2 separate regions of the Mus musculus genome follow, and region 2 is linked to region 1. A link is a contact called in public Hi-C data. All regions are on one chromosome and are shown on one strand. The core of a region is the stretch at or near the end of the contact, and the rest is flanking DNA. Distances in the headings are between cores, read along the strand shown.

Evidence for each region. Hi-C and Micro-C count contacts between places; a contact is called where the count stands out from the background.
Region 2: a contact with region 1 is called in a Hi-C map of cortical neurons, with 2.2 times the contacts expected there. The contact joins two enhancer-like sites. A contact is called at or near these places in 2 of 484 Hi-C or Micro-C datasets (cerebral cortex and cortical neurons).

Annotation. Positions count from the first base shown.
Region 1 is chr13:82,390,154-82,395,840 of GRCm38.p6, forward strand. No RefSeq gene overlaps it. Among named protein-coding and RNA genes, the nearest start is that of Mir3961, 310 kb to the right of the region's middle. Within about 2 kb of position 2,963, at least 8 of the 459 cell types and tissues checked have an H3K27ac peak or open chromatin away from gene starts, as enhancers often do. A contact at or near this core is called in cortical neurons, where this site is marked.
Region 2 is chr13:82,909,673-82,915,359 of GRCm38.p6, forward strand. No RefSeq gene overlaps it. Among named protein-coding and RNA genes, the nearest start is that of Gm33073, 210 kb to the right of the region's middle. Within about 2 kb of position 3,464, at least 7 of the 459 cell types and tissues checked have an H3K27ac peak or open chromatin away from gene starts, as enhancers often do. A contact at or near this core is called in cortical neurons, where this site is marked.

The sequences.
Region 1 (5,687 bases), core at 1,713-4,212:
AATAGTAATCAGTGCAGAAATACAGCTTTGAAAATTGACAAAAATATAAGAAAATTTAAAGAGGACACCTGGGATAGAATATTGTTCATCAATACTGACTTGAAGGGAAAAAATTTGAAGTTTAATTTTTTGTTGTTTTTTAAAGTTTGATGCACTTAGATACTATTTTCCACTTAAACTACTGGTATCAGCCCACACTTCAGATTTCAAAAGACACTATCGATGATGAATTATTTAACGAAGGAGTTGTATCCCCTTAAGTACTCTAAAAGTTTTTAAAAACATAGTGATATATTGTTCCTTGAAGAGCTAACTATTGAATGTCTAGAGATATGTTTAGTATTATATAGTACCAATACTAGACATGTTAAAGTCTTTATTATTCTATGTGAATTTCTTTTAAAAGGCCAAGGATCAGAAATTGTTTACTTTCTTCAAATGTAACTGGATAGGTTTTATTTTCTAAATGTCATTTCTAATATTTTATGTACTGAAGTTGTCTCATATCTTTTGTTAATGAGAATGCTGATAAGAAAACAACCAGGAAAGAAAGGTAAATGTTATAGTGCTCTGTCTCAGTAGTTATACTTTTAATCATAGTCCATTAATTTTGAAACAACTACTTGTATTGATGAAGTAATTCTAAATGAGAGTAGCCTTTGTGTTCTGCATACTCAGTCATTCATGTTCAATTCATTTAATATGATAAACTTATGAATATGAAAGAGACCATCAGAAAGCCAACTGCAGAAATGTGCATAGTTTAATGCCTAATGCATATTCCTTTCAGTTGAAGTAGAAAATGATTTTGACGGACTAACTAGGAATTTCTAAATGAAGGTAGGGAGTCAAAATTTCCCAAATATGCAGGAAGTAATTCTGATTGGAAGCATTATAGGGTCCAAAAATCTGAGGAGAGGAATAATTTTACATTTGCTTCAGAGGGATGCTATTTATCTGTATTGGCCAACATTACATTGAAACAACGATTTGATTTTAATGGCTATGTATCTTTCCATTCTGCTATGCATGATTTGAACAGCTTGATATATGTATGTCATCTTGCATTGCTTTCTGTTTGTAAAAGACACAATTGTTGTATTATTTTTCATTGGTTCACACACTGACTTGGTGAAGTGTGAGCCCGCATTCAGGCTTATCTCCCCTTTCTCAGCAAAGCCTGGATAATGATTCTGAGTTTTAAGTAGGGTCCATGCATCAGATCCCTGGGCTTAATAAATGCACCAGTAATGCCTATCTCGTGTCTATTTGTCTTATACAATATCTTCAATGCTTTTCCAACATCCTGGGAAAGAGCAGGTAAGCCTTTCTACTTGGCTAGCAGAGTTGTATGTGCAAAATTATCCAAACCTTTAGACATTAACTAGCTATAGTGATCATCAGCTTTTGTGGTATACGATCTTTGAAGAATGGCAGAGATACTGGGTGAGGGTCATCTACAACAAGCTATTTTATTTTGTAATCTAAACAACTAAGTCCAACATAGAAAGTGTAATTTCATTTCTAGCTACATGTAAATTCTTCTGCAATAAATAAAATTCAAGTATATAAAAATTGATTCTGACAGGGTAGTTGGCTTTTTGTTAACTCATATCATATAAAAAATTAGGAGTAGCTCAAATGTGGTTATTTTACTTGTAACTGACAATACAAGGTACATTAAAGTTTTTTTTTCCCCTTTATTTTTTGAGACATGGTTTCAAACAGCTCTGACTGGCCTGGAAGTTATGTTGTAGATGATCCTGGGCTTAAATTCACAAAGATTGGCCTCCTTCTGACATCTGAGTGTAAGTTACAGAATTTAGGTATTATGTAAACAAAGCTGCCAGTCAACAAATGGACAAATCAATTGAATAGACATTTTTCAAAATAAGAAGCACAAAGGGCTAGTAACCATTTTTAAAGATTCTCAATATCATTAGTCATGGAGTAATTTAAATTAAAACTACTTTGAGAAACTGCTGTACCCTAGTCACCCTAGTCATTATATCTATATGATCAAGAAATCTCACAATTATTGAAGAAGATGTAAAAAGAAAGAAACCCTAGTTCACTATGCAATTACTAAGCCAAATTGTTTTGCTGACAATGCTATTGTGACTCAGTTATCAGTAATGTAATATTTACTTTGATATCATAATAATGAATTAATGATATAACTCGCAATTGCTTTTGTATTGAGTATTGGAAGTTTGTAGTTCTTATACTATATAAGAGATATCATAAGTAAACATTATTGTTATTCTTGTTTGTCTAAGATGAAGCCAGGAGCCACTGAATTCAAGGATATTGCTTTAATCCTACAGTCAGGTAGGAAAAGGGCCTCTCTGTCCTCCCTGGACCACATGGACAAATTCTTGGTCTTCTGACACTGCTTGCATTGCAACATGTGACATGTTGAGCTTGATTCCAGAAGGCAGGATCCATATAGAGAATGTGACTCAAACTTCCTTAGACTGTATTGAATCTAACCATCGATGTTTCTTCAAGATAGTCTAGAAAAACTATTTGTGAGATTCATGAAGACATGAATTATCTGAAAACCAGTCAATGTGAGTCTATCACTTACTTACAACTCAGCATGAGACCATTGAAGTTCTCTAGTTTTGACCTTCTGCTTCACATTAACAGCCAAGAAAAGGGGGTGTATGAAAATTCAGAGAATAGGAAAGAAAAGGAAAGAAATGACTACATAAGTTTGTGAACTTAAAGCACTATCGTATTCTAGAGTAGCTGGAGTTTCTAGCTGATTGTCAATCCCCCATTCTTCTGGTGAACTAGTGGCTAGCTTTAGTTACTCCATCTCTTCTCACTAATCTCCCTTCCACTGTGGAAAATCCTACTGTTTGTTTACAATCCATAGTTTAAAAGAGACTGAACTAAAATTGGCTGCTTCTGGGACATCCCTGCCAATGGATAGGATCCAAATTGGCTCTGCCATGAGAGGCAGCTATGCCCACATAAGGATATTTTGGCTTTGTGCTTCTGTCTTCTTGTTGCCAGGCAGACAATCATCCAGAATAGGAAAATCCAGCCAGGGCAAATGTTTACAGCAAGAGTGGTCATCTGGTTGAAACACTAGTCTGAGAGAAAGGCTATCTGAACATGAGGGGAACCACCTCTCTTCCTGATTGCACCTAGCAACACTGGAAAAAATCAAGTCATTTTAACTTCTTTTTTCTTATTTAATGACAATGACCATAGTACATATATTTCTTTTCTGACGGCACGCGTGCGCGCGCACACACACACACACACACACACACACACACACACACAAAACATAGCATAATTTCCTGAGCTCTAAAAAACATTCTCCTTCAGGTATTTTTCAGGAACTCACATATTACCTGAAGATAGAAAGACAGGGTGTGTGTACAAAGTCACACGTACAAAGCATATGTGTTAAATTGAGATATATACAGTATTTACGTAAAGATGTCTTTATCTAGTCATTGCAGAATAGCTCGTAGCTAAGCCACAACTTTTATAGCAGGAAAGCAAATCAGATTCATCCACGTTGGCTGTGTAAGTGAAGGAGCCACACAGATGGGAAAGAAGCACAGACAAATTGCTTTGGCTCTGCTTTCTTTTATAACAACACAGATATTTTTAGTTTCTTTTCTTCATGCGTTGTGCATGTTTCTGCCTCATATATAAAGTCATTGCACGTTGTCCTCATCATCTTTGCCTTCCTTTGCTATTGGCCTTCCTTTAGCATTCTATTTACCTTCCAGATTTCTGAGATCTAAAAGTATCACTACAAAGTTCATATCTCAGACTTAGATGATGGACAGTTAGAAAAGATCCAGCATTGCAGAAGCATTTCTTGGTGGAAAGGAAGTTTCATGATTGAGATCTAAAAACAGAGAAATGTACTTGTTAAAGGTAAATATGTAAATTCAATAGACCTTTAGAACCCTCAGTTCAATGAATAAGAATAAACATTTTCTATGACAGGTTTTGTGTCAATACTATGAGTGTATTATTAGGTACTGTTCACATGAGCCTCCTACAAGATAACTACTTTGTTCTCACCATCAAACAAATATTAAAAGATGCTGCCTTCCTATTGAGGATCTGGTTAAGTTATAGTGTCAGGCTGGAATTGAATATGTAACCATACAAATTTCACCAAAAATGCCAGCAGTCTTTCTAGCTACAATTATTCAGTGGGATTGATCTCTGACCAAAAAATTAAAGCTATATGATTCAAACTGTAGAGAATTTAAAATTATTAGTCATAGGAAATATGTGACTAACCAAATGTCTTCAGTCTTAAGTATTTACTTAAAATCTATGTCCCTATAAATGCTTACTTCTTATGCTTATAAAATCATTATCTTGAGGAGACCTAAGGGGAAAGCAATGCAATGTCTGTCAGTTAGTGTATGAATACAGAAAGTGGGCTAACTATATCCAATGGAGCATAGATCAGCAGAAAAGAGTAACAAACGACTCACATGGGAACAGAATATAATAACCAGAGAAATGTACTAAGTGAAAGATAACAAAAACTCAAAGTGAACATTGTTTCATGAAGTTTACATGACACTGCTAAAAATCAAATCTGTTCTTAATCTCAATAGACCAGTTGTAACTTAATGATCAGTTGTAAAGAACATGGCTTGCCTTGTTAGAGTTATGATTTTAAAAAGTGGGAAGGTTTGATTTGTTCTGAAGTAGGACCTCATGTAATCCAGGCTGACTTGAAATACTGAGTGTGTAACTGAGGATGGCCTTGAACTTCTGACATGTCTTCCTTCTCTGTATCCCAAGTGTTCGAATGATAGGTTAAGACACCCTACTTTGCTTTGTTGATAATGCTTCAGATAGGATATCGGTGAGAATTGCACACATATATACATGCTGCGCGAGTGTGTGCATGTACACACACACACACACACACACACACACACACACACACGCACACACATGCACACACACACGCACACACACAAACATACACACTCATTAAGCTTAATATTATTGTCTGAAAACTAATTGAATTGAATGTTTCTTTTATGTTCCATCTCAGTCAAAATTTTCTGGTTGTATTTTAGAGAAATCAGAGAATGCTTGTGTGAAACCTATCTTCCTTCCTCCCTAAGTTTTTAGATTCCCTCTTGGATGCTCTTTCCCACAAAGTTCTGAAGACTGCTCCTTCTTTCAGGTGATGCTAATCTGACCTCCTCTGAGAGGGTTTTGCTGAATTTTCAAAGACAATTCTCTGCTCCCAAAGTTTTTATTCCCTGTGGTGATCTGAAGTAGGATGGCTCCTATAGGCTCCTAGTTTGAATATTTGATCCCTCCATGGCGGAACTGTGTAGGAGGGATTAGGAGGGGTGACCTGGTAGTAGGTATGTTACTGAGGGACTGATTTAGAGATTTGAGAAGCCTGTATCATTCACAGTTAGCGCTCTTCTTCATGTTTCTGATTCAAGGCAAAGGCTTTTAGCCACTGTTCCAGTGCTATGAAAGCCTGCCTGCTCTTATGCTTTTCACAGTGAGTCATGGACTTACCTTCAGAACCGAAAGACACAGAGAAAGTCTTTCTTTAAGAACTTGTCTTGTCATGGTGTCTTATCACAGCAATAGAAAAGTAACTGGACATTCTTTTATATAATTCTTTCATTTATGTTATTGTCTATTCATTCATATTCATA
Region 2 (5,687 bases), core at 2,214-4,713, 520 kb after region 1:
TGAATTGATATGAACGCAGAACTTCATATGCAGTCATTTTCTTTATGGCTAATGCTTCAGTATGGGTGGCAGAGAGAATAGATCGTGGCTCCAAATTTGATTTTTCCAATCGTGGTTAATCAGGCCCTCTTTACCTACAAGAGATAAATCCCCATGGAAGAGAAGTAGATGAGGAGAGAGAGAGAAAACGCACATGGCCGGTTCCAAAGCTGCATGCCTCTCCAAACCCCAGACTGCTTCATATACGTTTCTCTCAGTGATGATTTCTTTCTCAGTAATTCTTTTTAGTTGACCATATAAAATTCCTGATAATTTTAAAGGAATAAAGAATCTAATCCAGATATGGGTTTTTCAGTATTGTACGCTAATCCCTTAGGAGGAAAGTAACTAAGCAATCACTTTTAAATAACTCACTGGGAAGCAGCGCAATAATGGAGTGACAGATAGGCTGATGCTAAATACACACAAACAGTAAACCTTCTTCCATGTCTTTCTTGGTGGCATCACTCACTTTCATGAGCCTCAGTTTCCTTCTTTGTAATTTAAGGAAAGTAATTGTTAGATTGCCTAATGGTTATTAATGATAAACATGGTAATATATGCAAAATGCCACAGAGGTCTCATCCGTAGAGTATATGCAGAGTATATGCATAGAGTATATGCAGAAAATACAGTCTTCTATTTCTACTTGGATTCACTAGAAGCACATGAGCAATTTAAGCACCAGTAAAATGAATCCTCATGCAATTTGTGAAACAGTCAGAATGGATCTGAGATATTTTTAGTGCTGAAGTCAACAGATTTCTTAATAAAACCTCTGAATAATAGAAAGAGAATTTTCATGTTTAAAAAACACATGCGGGTAACTCTGGTGAGGGAGTTTTCTTTTAAAAAATCCCCCTATTCAGACACAGAACCATCACAAGCCCTAAGAAGTTGTCATATCTACAGCAAACAACTGATTGCCTTTAAGCTATCTCCAGATTCATGGAGAAGAAAAATATGAATGTGGACTATGTTACATTCAAATAAAATGTTAATAGTTTTACAGTGAAACAAATTGTAAGGGTGCAAGCTTAGGTAATAAGTAAACTTTTGTTGTGTATAAAGAAATTGTTATCTCCCTCAGTATTTGACTGTGAAAAGTAAATTTAAACTATTTTAAATTGACAATTTGTTTACCATGGTATGAAATAAATAAAGAATACATAATCTAAAATTAAATTGCAAATTATCTTTTAAAACTCATAGTAATGTTAATTTCCTTTACACAATCATTTTAATCCTAATGAATTAACACGAATTGTGTCTTTTAATTTCTTATAGATATACTCTGTATTGGTCCACATGATCAGGACATAATTGATTTGTAACTCTCATACAGAACCATTTTTACATAAAGATTACATTCTGAAACAAGAAAATGTCAGCTTTGAAAAACTGTACTAAACCTAAATGATGCATGAAAGTTTAACATTTCCTTTCTCTACCTTTCTGGTTGAAAAAAATAAAAAGGATTTACAACTGATGAGTGGTATTAAAAATGTATTTTGTCTCTTTTTGGGTCATCCCAGTAGACACTATGTTTGTCTCCTAAACAAGTCTGTAAGTGTGGTATTATATTGTAGTTGATTCTGAAAAAAAGTATGAACAGATATAATTATGTCATTGGCAAGAATAATAAAATCAATAAATATCCATCTCTAGGTGATTAGAGTCATTTTTAAGCATGTGATGACAAGGTATGCCAGGTAATTCAAACATTAATGCACATTAATACACATTTGTGAAACTATAAATGTTGGCTTTTCATTCAAGAAAACAATTTGAGAGAAAAGCACTGAGAATTTGCTCAAAATTACAGTAGATGACTTTAGCTAAGAATATTTTCTTGTTATATTTCATGTTCTCTGTAAACACCTGGAAACTCTATGACACATCTCTACTCGTCAAGCTGGAGTTCTTGTTACTGGATGCTTTGACACTTAAAGTGAACATGATAGTTACACCTGTCCTTATATTTCATTAGCAGCAAGAAATGAGTCCTTGGAATGGAGTTACTATAACGAGGAAGAGGGGAAATGCAGTTGGACAATATGAGTAGTATTGCATTGTGTAAATGAACCACATTTTCTGTATCCATTCTTCTGTCTTGGGACAGATAGGTTGTTTCCATCTTCTGGCTATCACAAATAAGGCTACTGTGAATATAGTGGAACAAGTGCCCCTGTGGAATGGTGGGGCATCTTTTGGGTTTATTGTCTCTTTCCTTGTTGGCCTTTTCATCCTACTGATTTCTAAGATAACTATATTAACAAGCCCGAACCGACAAATATCTTACCCTTCAAAGCTCACTTCAGGTGACTTCAAGCAAGGAAACAAGTAAACAAGAAAACAAAACCAAAAATACAACCCTCTTCTTTCAGAGACCAATTTCCGGAAGAGCGTCTGCACAAAAACAGCAACTAGAAGTGATTAGACTTGTAAACAGCGAGGTTTTTGTTGTTGTTGTTATTGCTGTTGTTTGATTATAGTGAATAGCCTAGAGTCCTAACATGTAAGTAATACTGAGCAAAATCTATTCAGTTTATTTGCTGTGCTATTTCTCCCTCTCTGTTAGAAACTCAGAGCTTCTAATTTATCTAAAACTGTTCTTGGATTGACATCGGCATTGTTACTACAATGAGGTTTGGTTTCAAAGTGGTAAGTGGGCATGTAAGAGGGTAGTCACTTCCACTCATGACTACAGCTGCCCACATGTGACAAATGCCATTATCATCATGGGTCTTATTACCCTGAGCCACTAGGTGCTGTTGGAACAAATGTTTGTCATTAACAGTCTGATCCTTGAATATGTTATATTTTGCTTCGGGTATTTGGGTTATTGTAACAGCTGTTTGTAAACATTTTAAAGTCCACATTAGCAAACAAATGCTTAGGGATATTTTGACCCAAATGTCTGCCCCCTGAACCAAGTAAAGAATGCAGCATGGATGCCGAGGACACTTAAGCAACGGATTTAAATAGCAACCAGGATCAACTTCCTAGTTGAGGCATTTTCAGTCTCTGACTCCATTTGGGTCAATGTTCTTTGATCAGTTGGTGTAAGAACATTCATGGGTTCTCAGATTAAAGAAAGAAAGAAAGAAAGAAAGAAAGAAAGAAAGAAAGAAAGAAAGAAAGAAAGAAAGAAAGAAAGAAAGAAAGAAAAAGTAAACGACTAGCAGGTATTTGATGTGATTCAGGCTGGCAGTGTTCCACTAAGAATCAAAAATTTCCTCAATGATTGTTCAAGTTGCCAGTATCAAAGCGCAATCGCTTCCTTCAGAAACAGGGACATGAACAGCTTTAGAATTCGTCATCCGGTGAACGTTTTCATTCTGAAAATACCCCATGCTATTTTATGTAGTGGTAATGAGCTAGATATTTCTAGTGCTCGCCTGGGTAAGCAGTCACGAGGCTGTTGTGATAAATAAATAGTAAGAGTTACATTGCTCTGATAATAGCAGCTCTCATTGAAGGATGTGAATGTGCCTTGCAAGGGGAAAAAGCAATATAGAATCCCTAGAAAGGCTTTTATTAGCAGAAATGTAATACAACAATTTAAAAGGGGACAGTTATGCAGAGTAAGGAAGCTCTGACATTGTGTTTCTACTATGAATTGTAATTTGGGACATCTGGCCCCTCAACCCAGGTAATTGGAAAACTAATAACATTTTAAAGAAAAACATTAGTCCTTAGGATTTCTAGATCTAGTCAACTCACATAACCACCAGCAAGTTGTATCATTCACTGCTGAATAAACCCAGATATTTAAACTTAAATTTTACTGAAAATGTGGTGGTTATGACTATATTCTTTACTTCTTCTGCTTATTCTTTACGCAATAATTACTTGTGTTTAATCCATGGCCTCCAAAGTTAAAGGCATTTCTCATTAGAGTAATTATAAATATGTTGACTAATTGCTATTTTATGTACCACGATCATAGTATAAGATAAAATATTTCAGATTTATTTCTCAAAAATCTTTTTCTTAGGAAAATCAATATTTTAGATACTCCAGTCATAATTATAATTAGGACTAAATTAGTAACTGCAAAGTTAAGGTACTTTGGGTTCATGCTGAATGACAAAATCCAGTCAAATTTCAAACTGGGTAATAAATGGTTGACAGAATATAGTCTATAGGTGTGCTTTCATTCTAAATATGCATGCAAGTTTACTGACATTCTTTTAGTGCAATATTTTAGGGAAATTTAAATTTGTTCTAGTCTCAACATACATCTGAGCATATACACACATGTATGCACATGCACACACACACACACACACACATAGACAACACACATACACACACACACACAAGTGCACATAGACACACACACAGAACCCACATACACACCACACACACACACACATACACACACACACACACACACACACACACAGTACTTCTCACTCTATAGAGGAAAACCTTAAAATGAAGCTGATAGGGCTGTGTTCCCCTCTTTTTGAGTGTGATGGTTGTGACGGTCTTCACATTATTCACATACTTGTTGAAATAAAGATGGCCCTGTCATGAGTCATGCATTATGAATTTACTTATGCAATCAAAATTGGGGTAGGGACCTAGGAACAGATCTTGGGATCTTTTGAGCTTATTATTTTGAGCTTATTTTGACACAAACATTCTTTGTAGGTCAGACCCTGTTTATGTTAAGAGAAAGGTGGTTTTTATTCTATTGTCTCAGGTATCTCTTCATAGGATCCTGGTACATGTATGCATATTCTGGCACTTTTAATATTTTTTATTCTTAGCACTTTCTGAGACTTGGTCTCACATATTAGACATGCTTGCCTTGAAATGACAGGTTCAAGGAATGCGATTTTCACAGACTCCTATGAGGCTTTGTCCTTGGATACACACAAGGTTCTTGTTCCGTCTTCCTCATGAGCCTACAGCTTAGTGTCCCCGAAAGGGTAGGGTTCCTTAGAAATCATCTAAGTGATCTATTTTTCCACATTATTGTCTATTATGGCAAGTTTTGTAATGTGAGCCCAAGAACATAAAAGGAATTCAGCGCACTATGCTTTACATCAAAAGAAAGCCAACATACAATTGATGTTCCAAGAACTCTCAGAAAATATACGGTTGAAGATGTTTTTAAGAGTGTTTCTAAGTTTGCAGAGGACAGATAAGAATGAACCTTGAGCCTAGACTAAACAGTGAAGAAAATCTTGTTCAAAACATAAAAGATGCTTCTTTATTCTGCTTTGGTATTTTGAGGCTCTGGCCCTCTTCTGCTTGCCAGGTTCCTCAGTTTCCTCAGACCGTCCATCTAGAACAAATTGACCACAGAAACTATCTGAAACTACAAAGTTGCACTGACTGTTGAAAATATTACTTCAATCCTTAAACTCTGGAAGGTGGAGAAGGATTAGAGATTTGTTAGTAAGTCAAGAATTTCTTGACCTTTAAGTCAACATAACAAGATAAAGCAAAAACATTTCAGTTATTGTGTATGTTTTTATCTTTATTTTGCACATGAGCAGAGTACAGTAGATGCTGCTTCTGCCTGTGGATTTTTTTTTAATGATGATGATGTTGTTTTGATTTGCCCAGCCTTTTTAGGCTTACTATTTGCACATAGGTTCTCTAAAGACACCACTCCCCTGTGTCTTCAC